2 separate regions of the Oncorhynchus kisutch genome follow, and region 1 is linked to region 2. The links are chromatin contacts, called in public Hi-C maps. All regions are on one chromosome and are shown on one strand. The core of a region is the stretch at or near the end of the contact, and the rest is flanking DNA. Distances in the headings are between cores, read along the strand shown.

Region 1 (4,811 bases), core at 567-3,066, 240 kb after region 2:
TTCATGGCAGAGCAGCAGCAGACAATGGAGAGGACGACATTAAACTGAGAAACGGCTTGTAGACAGAAGCTATTGCTCAGTGATTACCAATGTCTATGACTGTCCCTGACCAACTAAGCCTGGACACTTACTCAGTCAATGATATCATGAAACTCTTAATGCCCCTTTGTAAGCTTATACAATGACAAATGCAGGGTGGAATCTTGCTTCTGTGATTTCAAGATCCCATGCCTGACCTGGCTGGCCATATCTGCTCTCTGATATAGCTGAGACAATAGGTTTTGAGGTATGCAATTTAGTGTATTAGGGGTTCCATAGCTTTTTTTTCCACAACCAATTTTCCCATTCATGAATGCTGCAGATACAGCTGTTAGTGCTTTAACCTGTGGGAATAGGCTAAATCCCTCATTCATATGGGGGAGGGTTAAGTGAGGGTGAAAGGTTGTCCCTACATTAGTTTATTTCCCTAATAATCTCAAACTATCGTGATTAGTCTGGCAATGGGCATTATGCTGCCATGATAACAAAAAAGACAACCAGACATCAGACAAGAGACAAATGTTTTGTGACACATGTGCAGGGCTGCCCGTGTGTTGACCCTGTGTAAAATGCAATCTCCCTTTAACCTGTTATTTAAATATCATTGTTGCCAACTTTGGCTATACTCTTCATTGTTGTGAAGATACACATTGTATCACCTGCAGTTTCCTCCCTTATGAAACCATTAATACTCCATTGGGATAAAATAAGCTACGTGATTTGAAATTGCATTATGAAGAAATTCGTTGTATTAATTATTGAGAAGGACCTCACAAGCAATGGGTACACTATTACATGATAATTATTCACAGAATGGAATATGTTTCTAATTCATATGCATATTTTTCTGATAAAAACGTGAGGTCACGTGACAATATTTCACCGGAGCTGTTACAGATGTGTCAGACGGTAGCCTATATGTGAAAACAACCCGGAGCCGAATACACCCTGTTCGTGAAGCAGCCAGAGTAATCCAATTGGTAACGTTAGGACCTGCTTGGAAGACTATTTTAGTAAATTTGATAACATTCATCTGCCAAGATAAACGTTAATGTTGACAATTAACCTACATGATAGTTAGTCTACTGTCTGTGTTTTGGTTTAATAAACTCTAGGAAAATATCCATGATGTTATCAGATAGATGCACATGGAGGAATATAATTAACGTTTCGTTTGGCAAAAAAAAAAAAGGAACTATGTATGAAGACCAGGGCGTTCACATGTTAAATGAAATGATCACAAGGCAAATGGATCTGTTTTTCCATCAGATAACTAATGTTTTTAACGCCCCTTTGGCTTTGTTCTGAAAGGAGCGGCGGCGGCTCCTTGCATCACACTATGCTGCTTACATATCCAGCCAAAGACCTCATGCACCCTTTCTAAAAGCATTATACAACTAAAGCATGCAGTCCTACTGACTATCGCTTATGAATGTGTTATCGACACTTTCAGTATACAAACTGCATGATGTTTTAAAAGTCTTATAAAGCCCAGTCATGGTTTAAAAAGCATGCTTCGGATTCAAACGCTAGCCACTATGTTTCAGCAGCATCGTAAAATGAGATCAGTAACGAAACACAGGCTCGTGGACCTACCTGTACTTAAAGTGCAACAGTTACATCCACAACCACGTGCAGTTCTTTTTCCCGCGGTTATCATATAGGCCTATAATTATTTGTTAATTAGTTATAATTCTGCGCAAAATCATCGAAATAAACCAACAGAGCACTCACTGCTTGAATCTCATGGCACTCTCTACACATTAGGAACGGTCTTATTTTCTCCTGGATGAGTAAGGCTGGGTAGCTATCCCTTTATGGAACGTACCACTTTCAACAAGGGGATTCAAACTCATTATTGCTCACTAAACCATAGAATAAGATCAAATATAATTGCTACATTAAGTTACTAATGCATTATTACATGGATTTAATTACAATACCGTTTTGTCTTCACATTTGGTGTTTTTGAATAATGATTATATATGATCACATTTGGCATGCGCTTAAATCTACCCTAATAGTAGGTGGAAAAGGCTCGCCCATAATCGTGTATTTTTCTACCAAACCCAGATGTTAGAGAGAAGGCTGGATTTTCAAGGCGGATAGAGATGTTTGATACAAAATAAGGAAGAGAAAAATGTGAAAAGTAAATATGTTGCAGAATAAAAAATAAAAAAATCTAAACTCCCTCACGTGGACATAATCGTCACTTTGTTATTAAAACATGCAATAAAACAGTTATAAACGTTTATAAACCGCACACCTTCCCGTTCCAAGAGATCTGAATTAACGTTATAGATCTGCTACTATTCGGAGTAAAAAGAAAAAGCTAATATGATTGACATATTTATTTTAATGAAGAACAGAGAGTCATAACCTGATAAGTTATAGATGTTAAGACAGAAATAAGTAGGTTTCAATTTGACAAACCTAATGTTTATTCCTCAATATAAAACCAATATTAAAGGATATGTAGTTTGATATTGTAAAAACAGACATTTCAAACAAGAGACAGGATGCTTGGGGACAATATCAAAACAGTGTCACTGTAAACAAGTTTTTCACTATATTGTTAACATGCAGAAATACAGTACATGGAGAAAACTGAAAAATAAAAATTACTTTAGACTAGCATTTGCTCTGAACAGTGTAAATATATAAGACATTCAGTATTAACTTATTCTAAAGCTGCAATATGCACCTTATTGGGAGTTATAATCTACCAACGTTGTCTGTCGTTCACCAGTTATGTGGTTTCATGCCATCCACCAGCAAGCAGCAAAGCAATACACTTATTCAAATCATGTGTCAAGTAATAGCCAGTTTAGGAGGAATGACACTTGCAATCCCACAGTGCAGTAAAGACAATTCAGCTAAAGCAGAATACAAATCACCACAAACTATAGTGCTCTTTGTTGTGGTATAGATTAATAGTGTTGAAAGCATTTCTATTTATCAACATATTAGGGCCTTCATGGGGCCTTGGAAGTGAAACCATAAAAAACTAACATTTGCATCCTACGGCAGTATGGTATTCTAGTCTGAAGAGGTTGAATCAGTCATTGGGTTGAACGGAGTGAAATTAGATCAGTCCAGACACAGAAACCGGAGAGTTCCTAAAATAACCCTTGGTTGGGTGGGTTAGGAATCACCAAGTAGCCTAGCTCGCTGTGGTAGCCTCCATGTCCCCGTCCCTGTAATCCAGTTGGAGTTTGAGCTTGGTAGGTTTGACCACTTGTACTCCCTCCCTCTGTAATTGTGACTGTCTCTAATTGAAGCCTCTTGAGGAAGACAGAACTTCCTCCTAAGTTCCTCGACCACACTGTGCTTTCGGAGAACGGGCCCCTGCCGAAGGCTAGGAGATGTGAGCAGAGGAAATATAGGACCATGAACCCCCTGGTGTAGATGAAACGACCATATGGTTTCCTTTGAAAAACACGACCCTCATCACAGGGACCCCAGCATCTTTACTGGAGCCACCCTCCAATCATATTTGCTGTCGGGTGTTCTTCCAAGATGGGTTGGAACTACTAGAATTATGGTTGCACAATTTTTGTAACTTTTATTAAATGACCAGGGAATTTATTGCATGCTTCAGAAATGTTGCAATCCTAATTGTTGTGTTTCCAAAGATCTACGCAATTCAAAAATGTATATCCTTATATCAGTCTACAAAGCGGGCAGTATTATCATCATGGGACAATGATAACATGCCAGGCAGTACTATCATTATGGGACAATGATAACATGCCAGGCAGTATTATCATCATGGGACAATGATAACATGCCAGGCAGTACTATCATCATGGGACAATGATAACATGCCAGGCAGTACTATCATCATGGGACAATGATAACATGCCAGGCAGTATTATCATCATGGGACAATGATAACATGCCAGGCAGTACTATCATCATGGGACAATGATAACATGCCAGGCAGTACTATCATCATGGGACAATGACAACATGCCAGGCAGTACTATCATCATGGGACAATGATAACATGCCAGGCAGTACTATCATCATGGGACAACAATAACATGCCAGGTAGTACTATGATCATGGGACAATGATAACATGCCAGGCAGTACTATCACCATGGGACAATGATAACATGCCAGGCAGAACTATCATAATGGGACAATGATAACATGCCAGGCAGTACTATGATCATGGGACAATGATAACATGCCAGGCAGTACTATCATCATGGGACAATGACAACATGCCAGGCAGTACTATCATCATGGGACAATGATAACATGCCAGGCAGTACTATCATCATGGGACAATGATAACATGCCAGGCAGTACGGTACAAGGTCTTTATAGTGCCGGATATGGTCTCAGTCTGTAATATTAATTTACCATTTGATAGAATGAAATAGCCTCTAGGTGGAGTCTGTCATTTGTGATGATGTCAGGTTCTCCCTGGAAGTATCCTTATTAATTAGATTGCATACTGTACATTATTAGACTCGGGCAATTTCACAAGCGTGCAGTTCAGAAGCAGTAATCCCCTATGGGTCCTGCCTACTCATGGGGTTGGAGTGGAGCCAGGGTGTATTAGAGACACACATGTCGTGAGTGTTACACTGAATGACCAGAAGTCTGTGGACAACAGCGTTCTCCGGGCATCAGCTAAAGCCAGATTCGTCCGTCAGACTGCTGAGATAGTGAAGTGTGATTCATCACTCCAGAGAACGCGTTTCAACTGCTACAGAGTTCAATGGTGGTGAGCTTTACACCACTCCAGTCGACGCTTGG
Region 2 (4,672 bases), core at 738-3,237:
ACAGGGACACAAAATTACAGACAATAACATCAGAGACCATATAAAAAGCAGTAGCTGCTATCCAGGCTCCTTGGTATGTCACAACCCTGGTTTCATGTCCACGCCCTGGCTCAACCCTAGCCGTAACCCTAACCCCTAGCCTTATTTCCAATCCAAATCTATTGGGGAAATCTTGAGGAAACCTGTCTGCAACTCAGGATGCCTTTTAGTACCAATTTACCCGATTTTAGTACTAGTTTAACTGATTGTGTTATAATGAAGAGTTTACAGATAGCCTCTGCATTCTAAAAGGTTGTACATAAAACATGAAGCATGTTGATACAATGTCTCTCCCTAGTGGCTAAATGTCCAAACATCACAGAGGGAAAATGTTGTAATATTCTTCACATTTACATGGAAAGTATGGGATGTTATCAGTTATCACTCAGGACAATTTGAATTCTACACAGCAGTTAGAAGTTTGAAATTACTTTGTCGAACAGCATATTTAAAATTATAAATAGGGAGTGTAATTTCATTTAAAATAATATTCATAATAGTATACGTATATCATTTGATTTCAGATAGACTAGGCACAATAATTAAATTATTTGTTTGTATTTTTGTTCCCAAGGCATGACTATGTCCTTTGTGTAAATGCATCTTCCTTTATTGAACAGCTACTCTGTCGTGAAAGGCATGCAGACTGTTGTATAGACTGCTCTTCAGCCCGAGAGGTTTGTTTGAGTTCTTTGTGCCAGGTGGATTAGATCGATTCTCTGGATAACCCTGTGCCCATAGAAGGATAGTGCAGGATGCAGAGACAAAAGCCAGATTTCATCATGTAACTATAACTAATGGTCTGTGGTGCTCCCTTCACAGGCTCAGACAACCTGCAAGTAAACTGGTGCACATTGCTTTCTCCCTGATCATTTATTATAAAAAAACAAATTGGACAAAGTGCAAACAGTGTTACCAAACTTAATGTACCAGATGCAAATAAATGTTCTGCATAGGGTATGTTCAACTGAGTAGTTCCTCTTGGCAGTAAGCTGCTAGCACATGGCTTGTTCTTGTGAAGTGGATGTAATGAATAACTGTGAGAGGCAGTTTCCATCCTTGCTCTCTTTATCTTTCTTTCTGCTCTATCCTTTTTTTTAAAGTCAGCTTTTGTGTGGAGAGTGTGGGTAGGGTGGACAAGGATGCTTCAGAAAAAGAAGAGTTTGATTTTCAATGAAAGCTCATAGAGGCTAAGGAGAGTGGTGACATCTGTATGGAGAGAAAAAACCGTGAAGACCGTTGACAGAATAATTATCCACCACTAGAATCAACAGGTAAACAGCACCATATTATTATTTATAACCAAACAACACTTTCCAGATAGACACAGACTTTCCAGATACATGACACTTTCTTTGAATCGTAATTTCTTATGTGAGGGCTAGGATTAGGGTATATTTGACCAAGGCATCCTGCCATGCTATTTGGGGCTAATATAGCCTTTGAACACTATCAAAATATATAATCAAAATGCACCTGAAGGGAAGTTGAATTCTGCATTTTAAAAATGTTTACTCCACGGTTGGAAAATGTAATAGTGAATCCCTTGTACAGACAAGTGACTGAGTTGACTGTACAGCTGTCAGAAACCTGCACAGCAGTATAAAGAGTGTGATTACTTCCAGAATTATCTCATGAATACTAGAATGACTGATACTCGAACATTTCAGTTGAACACCTTTTTAAAAGGATTTGGCTGGTTAGACATTAGCTCAAAACACTTTAGAATATAAAATATGTGCTACTGTCAATATAATAGTAAAGATTTACATTTGTTTATTCTAGAGGTTGTGGTTATTGTGATGGAAAGTTGTGTGCATTGTTCAGTGACATAGCCAGGTTATGTTTAGCGAAACAACTTACCAGTGTAACTTGGTATTGCTTTTCATTTGAATGGTGAATTAACGGCATATTTTTCTCTTTTCCCAATGTACAAAGCCTATTGAAAATGCCTCTGGTAAAGGAATTCAGGAAGAAAGGATAGGACATCCCAACAGTATCTGATCTGAGAGAGAAGCTGGGAGAGTGACTGTCTGTTGTAGTTTAGCAGATCTAAGCTTCTTTACACTGCACTTTACTACAAATGTATGTTGCCATACAATTCTGTGAGCCATTACCTTGATGTTAACAGCTGTCATGGCACATTCTTCCGATATCAAGTAATGAAATGCTTTAGCAGAGGAACCCCCGAAACGTCAGACGGGATCAGATGATTGAATAATTATTTTCCAAAATAAAGCAATGAGAACCAGAGCCTGTATGAATGGTTACTAATAATATTTTGGGGTGTTTCAGGGGATCCATTTCTGAGGTGCGGGTGGCTCAGCACTGCCGTACCCTGAGACTTGTAGCTGTCAAGTGTATCGGCAAGAGGGTGCTAAAGGGAAAAGAGGGCATGTTGGAGAATGAGATTGCAGCGCTCCGCAGGTTAGTGTCATGTTTAACGAATACAAAACACTTTAATACCAGAATCAACCATCCCAACATGGTGGCAATGGAAGAGACCTTTCAGACATCATCAAAACTGTCTCTTGTTATGACTCAGTGGTGGAATCTTAATTTTAGATACCCAGTAATTATGTAATCTAAAGACTGTTCATCCCATATCTTATATTTCACATTGCAATAGAAGGCATGTCCCCGCACCAAGAAAAAAGTTGAGTCAAATAATAAATGAGCTACGGTGTTTACCCCTAAATGAAAAGCGTGTCACAATAGTGTTACAGGAGGCAAGTTCCTGGACCGTATTCTGGAGAGGGGGAGCTACACAGAGAGATGCCAGCCGTGTCCTACTGCAGGTTCTGGAAGCAGTCCAATAACTCCACCAGCTGGGTATCGTGCACAGGGACCAGAATGTACAACTTGTCCTCTAGCTGTTATAATATCACATGTTACTACGTACGCCTCTTGGAGGGAATGCAGCACCCTGCTACATCTCAACTCCCCGTGGAGTGAAAACGTATGTGGTCGTAGGTGCGGGGAAGGACGAAAGAGGCAGAGAAAAATACCGTTTACAAGGAATTTATTCTTCCTTAACACGGGAAGGTGGGGAAAAGGGTCTGGTCAGAACCAAAGAAAGTACACATTATAGAGTCCCCTCTCCTACAGCATGTTACCTGCCTTCCCACTACTTACCTAACTTTCAGCACCACCTGGCGCGCACTAACCAAAATACAGGGGGGTGGTCCGCACATGTATGCCCGTAGGCCTCTTGATTAAACACTCCCAAGGTGCGCCCCCCGGGAATAAATGAAAAATAATATACTTTAAGTGAAAAATGTCATTAACAAAAAACACTATATCCTATTGACATACACATACCTCTGAAGGAGCAGCTACAAAATAATATCGACAAAACTTTTACTGAGCGCAAAAACAATCAACACAGGACATAAAAATAAGCTCTCTCTCTGACAAAGGAGCACTGGCTTTTATCAAGCTCTGGAAGGAGTTGGTAATTGAAGAGCCAGCTGTTTCCCCTGACCAGAGGGAGGGGTCAGAGTGCCAATCAGCGATGGGGCCGACCAATCAGCTGCGTGAGGAATCCAGGATGCCATTTCCAGAATACACACATACAAACCCACAACAACACAGAAACTGGGGAACGTAACAACTTTACACAGGGACCTGAATGTACAACTGTCCTCCAGCTGTAATAATATAATTTAACGCATGGACCCAAAGGTGATCTGCTTTATAGTTTGGCAGCAGTGTTAAATAGATAGATAGATAGATAGATAGATAGATAGATAGATAGATAGATAGATAGATAGATAGATAGATAGATAGATAGATAGATAGATAGATAGATAGATAGATAGATAGATAGATAGATAGATAGATAGATAGATAGATAGATAGATAGATAGATAGATAGATAGATACAGGGATAGATAGATACAGGGATAGATAGATACAGGGATAGATAGATAGATAGATAGATAGATAGATAGATAGATAGATAGATAGATAGATAGATAGATAGATAGATAGATAGATAGATAGATAGATAGATAGATAGATAGATAGATAGATAGATAGATAGATAGATAGATAGATAGATAGATAGATAGATAGATAGATAGATAGAGGGATAGATACAGGGATAGATACAGGGATAGATACAGGGATAGATAGATAGATAGATAGATAGATAGATAGATAGATAGATAGATAGATAGATAGATAGATAGATAGATAGATAGATAGATAGATAGATAGATAGATAGATAGATAGAGGGATAGATACAGGGATAGATACAGGGATAGATACAGGGATAGATAGATAGATAGATAGATAGATAGATAGATAGATAGATAGATAGATAGATAGATAGATAGATAGATAGATAGATAGATAGATAGATAGATAGATAGATAGATAGATAGATAGATAGATACAGGGATAGATAGATAGATAGGGATAGATAGATAGATAGATAAATAGAAAGGATCCGCAAATACATACATCTCATCTGAACCCTCATCATGTAGAATTAAAGCAGTTTGAACCTCACACATAAACCCTCTCTTTAATTTTGTGTGCAGCCCCATAGCTTCTGCAGCAGAAATATTATGACAAAGTGGTGGATTTATGGGCTCTGGGAGTGATCATCTACAGTCAGAAGTTTAC

The links. A called contact is a pair of places that touch in the nucleus more often than the background predicts.
Region 1: a contact with region 2 is called in a Hi-C map of muscle, with 5 times the contacts expected there. The contact joins the promoter of LOC109869322 here to the promoter of LOC116356904 in region 2. A contact is called at or near these places in 2 of 2 Hi-C or Micro-C datasets (liver and muscle).

The regions. Positions count from the first base shown.
Region 1 is chrLG24:35,049,242-35,054,052 of Okis_V2, forward strand. It overlaps LOC109869322 (plexin A3), which reads right to left and starts at 1,817. Exons shown (of 32, transcript XM_031804073.1): 1 at 1,636-1,817.
Region 2 is chrLG24:34,813,983-34,818,654 of Okis_V2, forward strand. It overlaps LOC116356904 (calcium/calmodulin-dependent protein kinase type 1B), which reads left to right and starts at 1,988. Exons shown (of 5, transcript XM_074933787.1): 1 at 1,988-2,064; 2 at 2,335-2,466; 3 at 2,509-2,583; 4 at 2,758-2,808; 5 at 2,810-2,912. The coding sequence starts at 1,988. The coding sequence ends at 2,912.